Linked DNA regions of Mus musculus: region 1 is linked to region 2. A link is a contact called in public promoter capture Hi-C data. All regions are on one chromosome and are shown on one strand. The core of a region is the stretch at or near the end of the contact, and the rest is flanking DNA. Distances in the headings are between cores, read along the strand shown. Region 1 has its middle 3.7 kb from the start of Gm973. Region 2 overlaps Cdk15 (cyclin-dependent kinase 15).

Evidence for each region. Promoter capture Hi-C pulls out the DNA fragments that hold promoters and counts their contacts.
Region 1: a contact with region 2 is called in a promoter capture Hi-C map of stem cell-derived epiblast-like cells, with 2.7 times the contacts expected there. The contact joins two enhancer-like sites. A contact is called at or near these places in 18 of 39 promoter capture datasets (3T3-L1-derived adipocytes, the C10 cell line, the HPC-7 cell line and 12 more), 1 of 15 datasets of contacts at CTCF or cohesin (large pre-B cells), 2 of 484 Hi-C or Micro-C datasets (bone marrow-derived macrophages and embryonic stem cells), 3 of 115 datasets of contacts at active chromatin or transcription factors (embryonic stem cells and extraembryonic endoderm stem cells) and 5 of 9 other capture datasets (adipose tissue, embryonic stem cells, liver and 2 more).

Annotation. Positions count from the first base shown.
Region 1 is chr1:59,519,186-59,521,986 of GRCm38.p6, forward strand. It overlaps a transcript of Gm973 not described here. Among named protein-coding and RNA genes, the nearest start is that of Gm973, 3.7 kb to the right of the region's middle. Within about 2 kb of position 1,541, at least 27 of the 459 cell types and tissues checked have an H3K27ac peak or open chromatin away from gene starts, as enhancers often do.
Region 2 is chr1:59,269,008-59,272,006 of GRCm38.p6, forward strand. All of the region lies in intron 4 of Cdk15 (cyclin-dependent kinase 15), which reads left to right. Among named protein-coding and RNA genes, the nearest start is that of Cdk15, 14 kb to the left of the region's middle. Within about 2 kb of position 1,279, at least 62 of the 459 cell types and tissues checked have an H3K27ac peak or open chromatin away from gene starts, as enhancers often do.

The DNA of each region.
Region 1 (2,801 bases), core at 291-2,790, 250 kb after region 2:
TTGCATTGTTTTCTTTCATATCTGGCCTAAGCCACATCAGAAATCAGCTCCAGTATCTAAACAGGCCACTCACTACTCCTCCTTAGCAAGCCTGTGCTTCTTCCAACAAGTCTAGAGGGTTGACTCTCCCACCCTGCTGTCAGCGTGCTTTCTGCCTTTGTTTACTGAGTCTTGGGTTGGTTGGGGTTTTAACCTGTGAGTCTAAGCTTTGTACTGTGGCCAGGCAAACTACCAGCTTCTAAGACAGGCTTTGACCTAATGCTCCTCATTTATTCCTCTTAATGGCTCAGAGATAATTACCCATCTCTTTGAGCATGTCACAAAGCAAACCCCAAATGCTTAGAGAGCTGCTACTATGTGCAAGGGGTGGTGTGGGAATATGCAGGATAAGATTTAGTGCCTATCTTCCATGAAAGAGCTCTCACTGTATAAGGCAGTACTATATGTCAAATGCAATGGCTGTTTTTTCAAAAATCTCTTTTTGACTTTTCCTGTAACCCATGTTTGGTGTTTGTGGCAGATCCCTGTGGTCGACTCTCATGGCCTTCACTTGACAATTCCTGTAGTTCAAGAAGCTAAGAGCTGACCCAGCCCACTTGTACGGTAAAGCAAGGAGAAGCTAGGCTGGAGATAGGAGGGTGGAGGGAGCCCTGGAAGTCAGGTCAGGGGGCTACTGCTCCACCCCCACATCATGGTGGCATCCCACGGCTGAAGGAGAGGCTGTAGCCAGTCACGGCTCCATCCTGACAGCTGGGTATTAGCCTTGAAGGAGTTTCTTAGGTACAGTTGCCACCACTCTAGTATCAAAAACAGGTTAGAATCAAATTCAGGGACGAGCCTATGTCATCTCTGCTTTGCTCTGTGGACTTGTGAAACGATTCATTCTCTCGGTGCTCTTTGGAAAGTAAGACAGCATCAATGTTTCTTGTAAATGAAAGATAAATAAAGCTACACGCTCACACTTCTATGAAGTGGGGCAAAAATAATCCAGGTGCAGCCTCCCAGGCCACTCTTTGCAGAGTGACATCCACTGAACCCAAGAACACTGAAACAAGGGACAAATTCCCAAGCACACAGGGGATGTGGCATCTATTTTCATCGTTTCATGTGGTTTTTATTTATTTACAGAGTACCATGGTTATTCATGATGCTTTACAAACCATAAAAAACGAGGCCTCCGCCCTATAGACTTTACAGTGTAATTTAAACAGACACGCTGCCTGGGCTGACAGGTCAGGCATGCCAGGGGGTGGGGGCGGTGTTGTATAACATGGGTGTGGAGGGTTCTTTCTTGAGTTATAAATACTTCCCAGTTACGAGGGCCTTTCATCTGGGATCCCCAAGCACTTTAGAATAGCAATAACTTTGATTGCTTTCTAATGCACTTTCCATAAACTGTTGTTGGGACTGAGTAAATGCTTCTAAATGCCTATTAATTGATCCGTGGATCTGCTCGTTGTCCGTAGTAAACAGCACAGACGTAAACTCGATGATTTAGGAGAGGCCTGCTGTGAGCTGTCTGCTCACAGATTACAACCCCAGAGTGGCCTGGCTGCCTTGCCCTGGCCTTGAGAGGGCTGCATGGACACCTGGGTATCTTCTCAAGTGAGATACTCAAACTAGATGGGAACAATCACTTCCTGGTGTCCCTTTCACCATCTGTGGGCAAATCCACACTGCAGAGTCTGTGGGGTTCACACAAGGAACTTCCGATAGAGACAGAATCACGTGTCAGCCAGCAGCCGCTGTGGCTCTCCAAGGACTCTGCCATGCTTCTGAGCTGTCCTACTCTCGTAAGCAATGTCATCTCCAAAACGTTAGGATTTCTATTTCCTTGCAGCTGATGGAAACCCCATCAGCTTTGTATATTTCATTCAATGGCCATTTAGCAACTGACGTCATTCCTGACCTAAAGACAAGTTCATTCAAGTCCAAGGGAAGAATGGTTCCCAGTCCTGAGGGTTCAACAGAGGGGTTCACGAGAAAAGCTCTCGTCCAGACGCCTTTTGTAAGTCTCTCAGACTTACCTTTCTAAAGGCCCAGATGGAGCTACATCACCTCCCTGCTTTTAAAACCCCGAGTGGGAAGTCCACTTCACAGGAAGTCCAGATCACCATGACGATGAAGCAATTTCAAGGTCAACCTGGGATATATGAGACCCTGTCTTTAGAAAGACAAGACTGGGGAGGAAGACTTGAGGGATAAAAGCCAGTGGGTATCTGACCTCCACAGCCATGGCAGCCAGAGAGGTCATGTTCATGCTGCCTGTAACATCCCCCTCCCACCCCCACCCCCCACTATCCTCCCGTCTTCCCATTGACCTTCTGCCCTTTCATGTCCCACCCTAACAGCCCTCCTGTCTGTAGTCCTCCACAAGCCCCCTACTGTCTGTGCTCCCCCTCTTCCACATGGCTCCTCCTCCCTCCTCCTAGAACCCCTTGGTCCTCTGCCTCAGGGAACAGCTTCCAGGGATGGGATGTTCCTCTAGGCTAGGGTTTCTTCTCAGCTATAGTTACCACTTGGGAACCTTTTGTCAAAGGTCTTTTTTATGCTTTGAACAGGCATTGAAGGGGAAGATAGGTAACTGTAGCCTAAGACCCCAAGTTTTAGTTAGAGCCCCGGGGTTTGCAGGATCTTGTTGTAACAGTTGTGAGGAACCAAGGACTTGGATTAGCAAGTGTTCTATTCAGTTGTTCAATTGTTTGCTATATCTTTGATAGAAGTAATTGTGATAAAAGATACAGAAGTTTACCATTAACAGTTCCTTGGCACTGAGAACACCCAGCCTGTGGTGAGGCTGT
Region 2 (2,999 bases), core at 29-2,528:
GGTGTGGTGATTAAAATACCCCGACAAAAGTTGACTTAAGGAAGAAAAAGAGTTTATCTGGTCCACAGTTCCAAAAAGATAAGAGTCCATCGCAGCAGGGGGTTGGGATAGGCAGAGCAGCAAACAGCAGCTTTGGCAGCAGGAGCAGGAAGCTAAAAGATGGCACCTTCAACCACGTGCACAAACAGGAAGTGAGCGATGCTTTGCGCTCTTAAAACCGAGCCTGCAGCGAGAGAGTTCCTCCAGCAAAACTGCTCTGCCCCCAAATAATTACACCCACTGGAAACCAAATATTCAAATGCCAATGCCTATGGGGTATACTTCTCTTTCAAACCACAACACTAGGCAAGCACTCTTAGCAACTGAACTAAATCCCCACCCCACGAGAGCCGTTTGAATGATGGGATTATTCGTCTCTGGAAAAAAAAAAAAAAAAAAAACCTCAAAGATATGACTCTTCCTCAGCCTTCCTTTCTTAGCTATTTATCTTCCCTTCTTTCCTGAGTATACACTATATGCGAAAGGATAGTGCTGAATGTTTGAGAAATGCGCAGAGAACGCCCCATTCTTTATTCGGTGTTTTCAGCCTTAACAGAGCAGACAATCCAGATATTAAGTGTATAGAGGCTGTTGCAAACAGAATGAGTCAGACTTGCTGTGGCTAATGGAGGCAGGTTTTAGAGTGAACTTAGAAGACTGGGTTATCCAAGCAGGCTTTACAAAACAATTCTGAAAATGAGTTTATAATTCAATTTGATGCCATTTTCAAAAGTCTTGGAAGCCCCTGGGAAACATTTTACATTTAAGTCGAAAGGCCAAAGGCTATCAGTGTAAGTGGGGGCTCGTCCTGGTGGGATCAGGTGCAATCTAGGGGAACACATGGTTTTAAGCATTTAAACAAGATGGAAGCTGCACTCACTAGTGTACTTATTAGTGGTCCAAATGAGACAGAGTATTTCTGAACACACACACACACACACACACACACACACGTGTTCGAGTCACCAGACTAGAAGAGGCTCTCTGGGCGCGGGCTCCCCTAGTTCTCTGGGCATCAGCTTTTGTGAGCCTGAGTTCACTGACGGCTCGCACTGGGCTTTGCTGCTATTTTCCACAGAGCTACGTTCTCCAACTCCGCATCTGGCAGTCACAGTGAAACGTGTTTTGCAGCAGGTTTTGCTAACAGATGTTCTCTGCCGACTCAAAGCCCCCGGGTGTGTGTTGTTCTATATGCACGGCCATTCTCGCATTTCGTGTCCGCTGAGCGCTGCCTCTCACACAGATGTTCACAATTACAGTTAGCATTCTTGTATGGACTTCCTCGGTTTGTTTTATGGGACTGGCCCTTATTGAAAGCTTTGCTTGTATGATATGAAAAAAACCACAAAAGGATTTTGACACATCGGAGGTGGTTCGACTTCCAGTTTCCAACAATGACTGCTTCTTTTTCCTCCTGGGTAAAAAGCTTGCAGCCTTGAAAGCAAGGCCTCACTTAAGAACTTTGGCACGGGCTCATTTTTCCCTGGTTAAGATCTGGATGCCCAGGAGACCAGAGAGTCAGAGGTTAAATGGGAAGGGCTGGGAAGCAAGATAAGAACAGCTGGAGTTCATTAGTTAAAATCCAGGGTCATTAGCTAAAAAGGCAACCAAAAGCCATGCTCAGGGAAACTCAGAGTAAGACAGCCTTGAAGCAGGAATTCTTTCCCTGAGAAATCTGCTTGCTCTGAGGGTGTGGCAGCCCAGAGTTTAGAGAGTGGGATTCTGCTATGTGGACAGTCTCTCCAGGTAGAATGCATGTTTGTTTTCACATGATCTTCATCTATCATATCATGAAATTAACAAAAGTCTGAGCAACAACACTACGGGAAACTCTTACGGAGCGAGCATTCATGCACCCTTGAACACCTCTAGAGGAATAATATCGTATGGCCAAACTTTCAAACAATTATCTGATTCAAGCCAACACTCAGAACTTTGTGTGCATTCACACTGCAATGTGTGCTGGGTGTCTGAGATGGCCAGGCACTTTAAATATGACTACTAGATATGCAACAGCACACAGATCCCTGTTTCTCCCTGATACTGAGGGTCAAAGCCAAGGCCAAACACAGGCTATTTGCTGGCCCTCTTTTTCATTTTTTATTTTGAGACAGGGTCCCACTGAGTTGTCCAGGCTGGCCTTGAACTCACTTGTAGCCCAGGCTGTCTTTGATCTCGCCACCTTCCTGCCTTGGTCTCCTGAGGTAGGTGGAATTACAGGCCCAGGCTATTAGTATCCTGTCCTTTTGCTAATTAAAAGATGTAAGAGCTGGATATGATGATACAAACTTGTCATCTCAGCACTCAGGAGGCAGAGGCAGGAGGATCACTCCAAGTTCAAGGCCAGCATAGTCTGCATAGCCACTTCTAGGCAAACCAGGGCTACATGGTGAGTCCCTGCATCAAACAAGGCAAAATGGAAAAAAAAAGATAAAAAGATCAGAGATTTTTGTAACAATTTAAGAGAGTCCTTTATTATTGACTTAGAATCACATTTCAAATGTTTATTTTTATAATTGGGAGAAAATATTTTGAGTAAATTGATTTTTTTATGGATTTTATATGAATGTACCTTAGTTTCATTGAATTCTATATTGACATTCTAGGAATGGACCTTAAATACCTTTCTTAAAAAACAGCCAGCTTTTGGTTTGAACCTAGGACCTTCATCTTGTTTACTCTGTTTCCTTAAGAGAGCCAGGCTTATGACAGGCCTCCCCCCACCACAGTCTCTGTTAACCCTTTATACCAACCCCTGGAAGTACAAAGTGGTGGTGTTGTAGAAATGAAGGGGCCCGAGCCTCAGAGAGGCTGAGTGACTTGTCTGAGGTCACAAATCTAGTCAGCGTGTTTGGGTATGACTCAAGTCTGTTATATTTAAATTCTCCTTGCTCTGCAACATAAAACTGCAAAGGCTTGCGATGTTGAAGCATCTCCTTCAGCAAGAGTAAAAGTGGGAA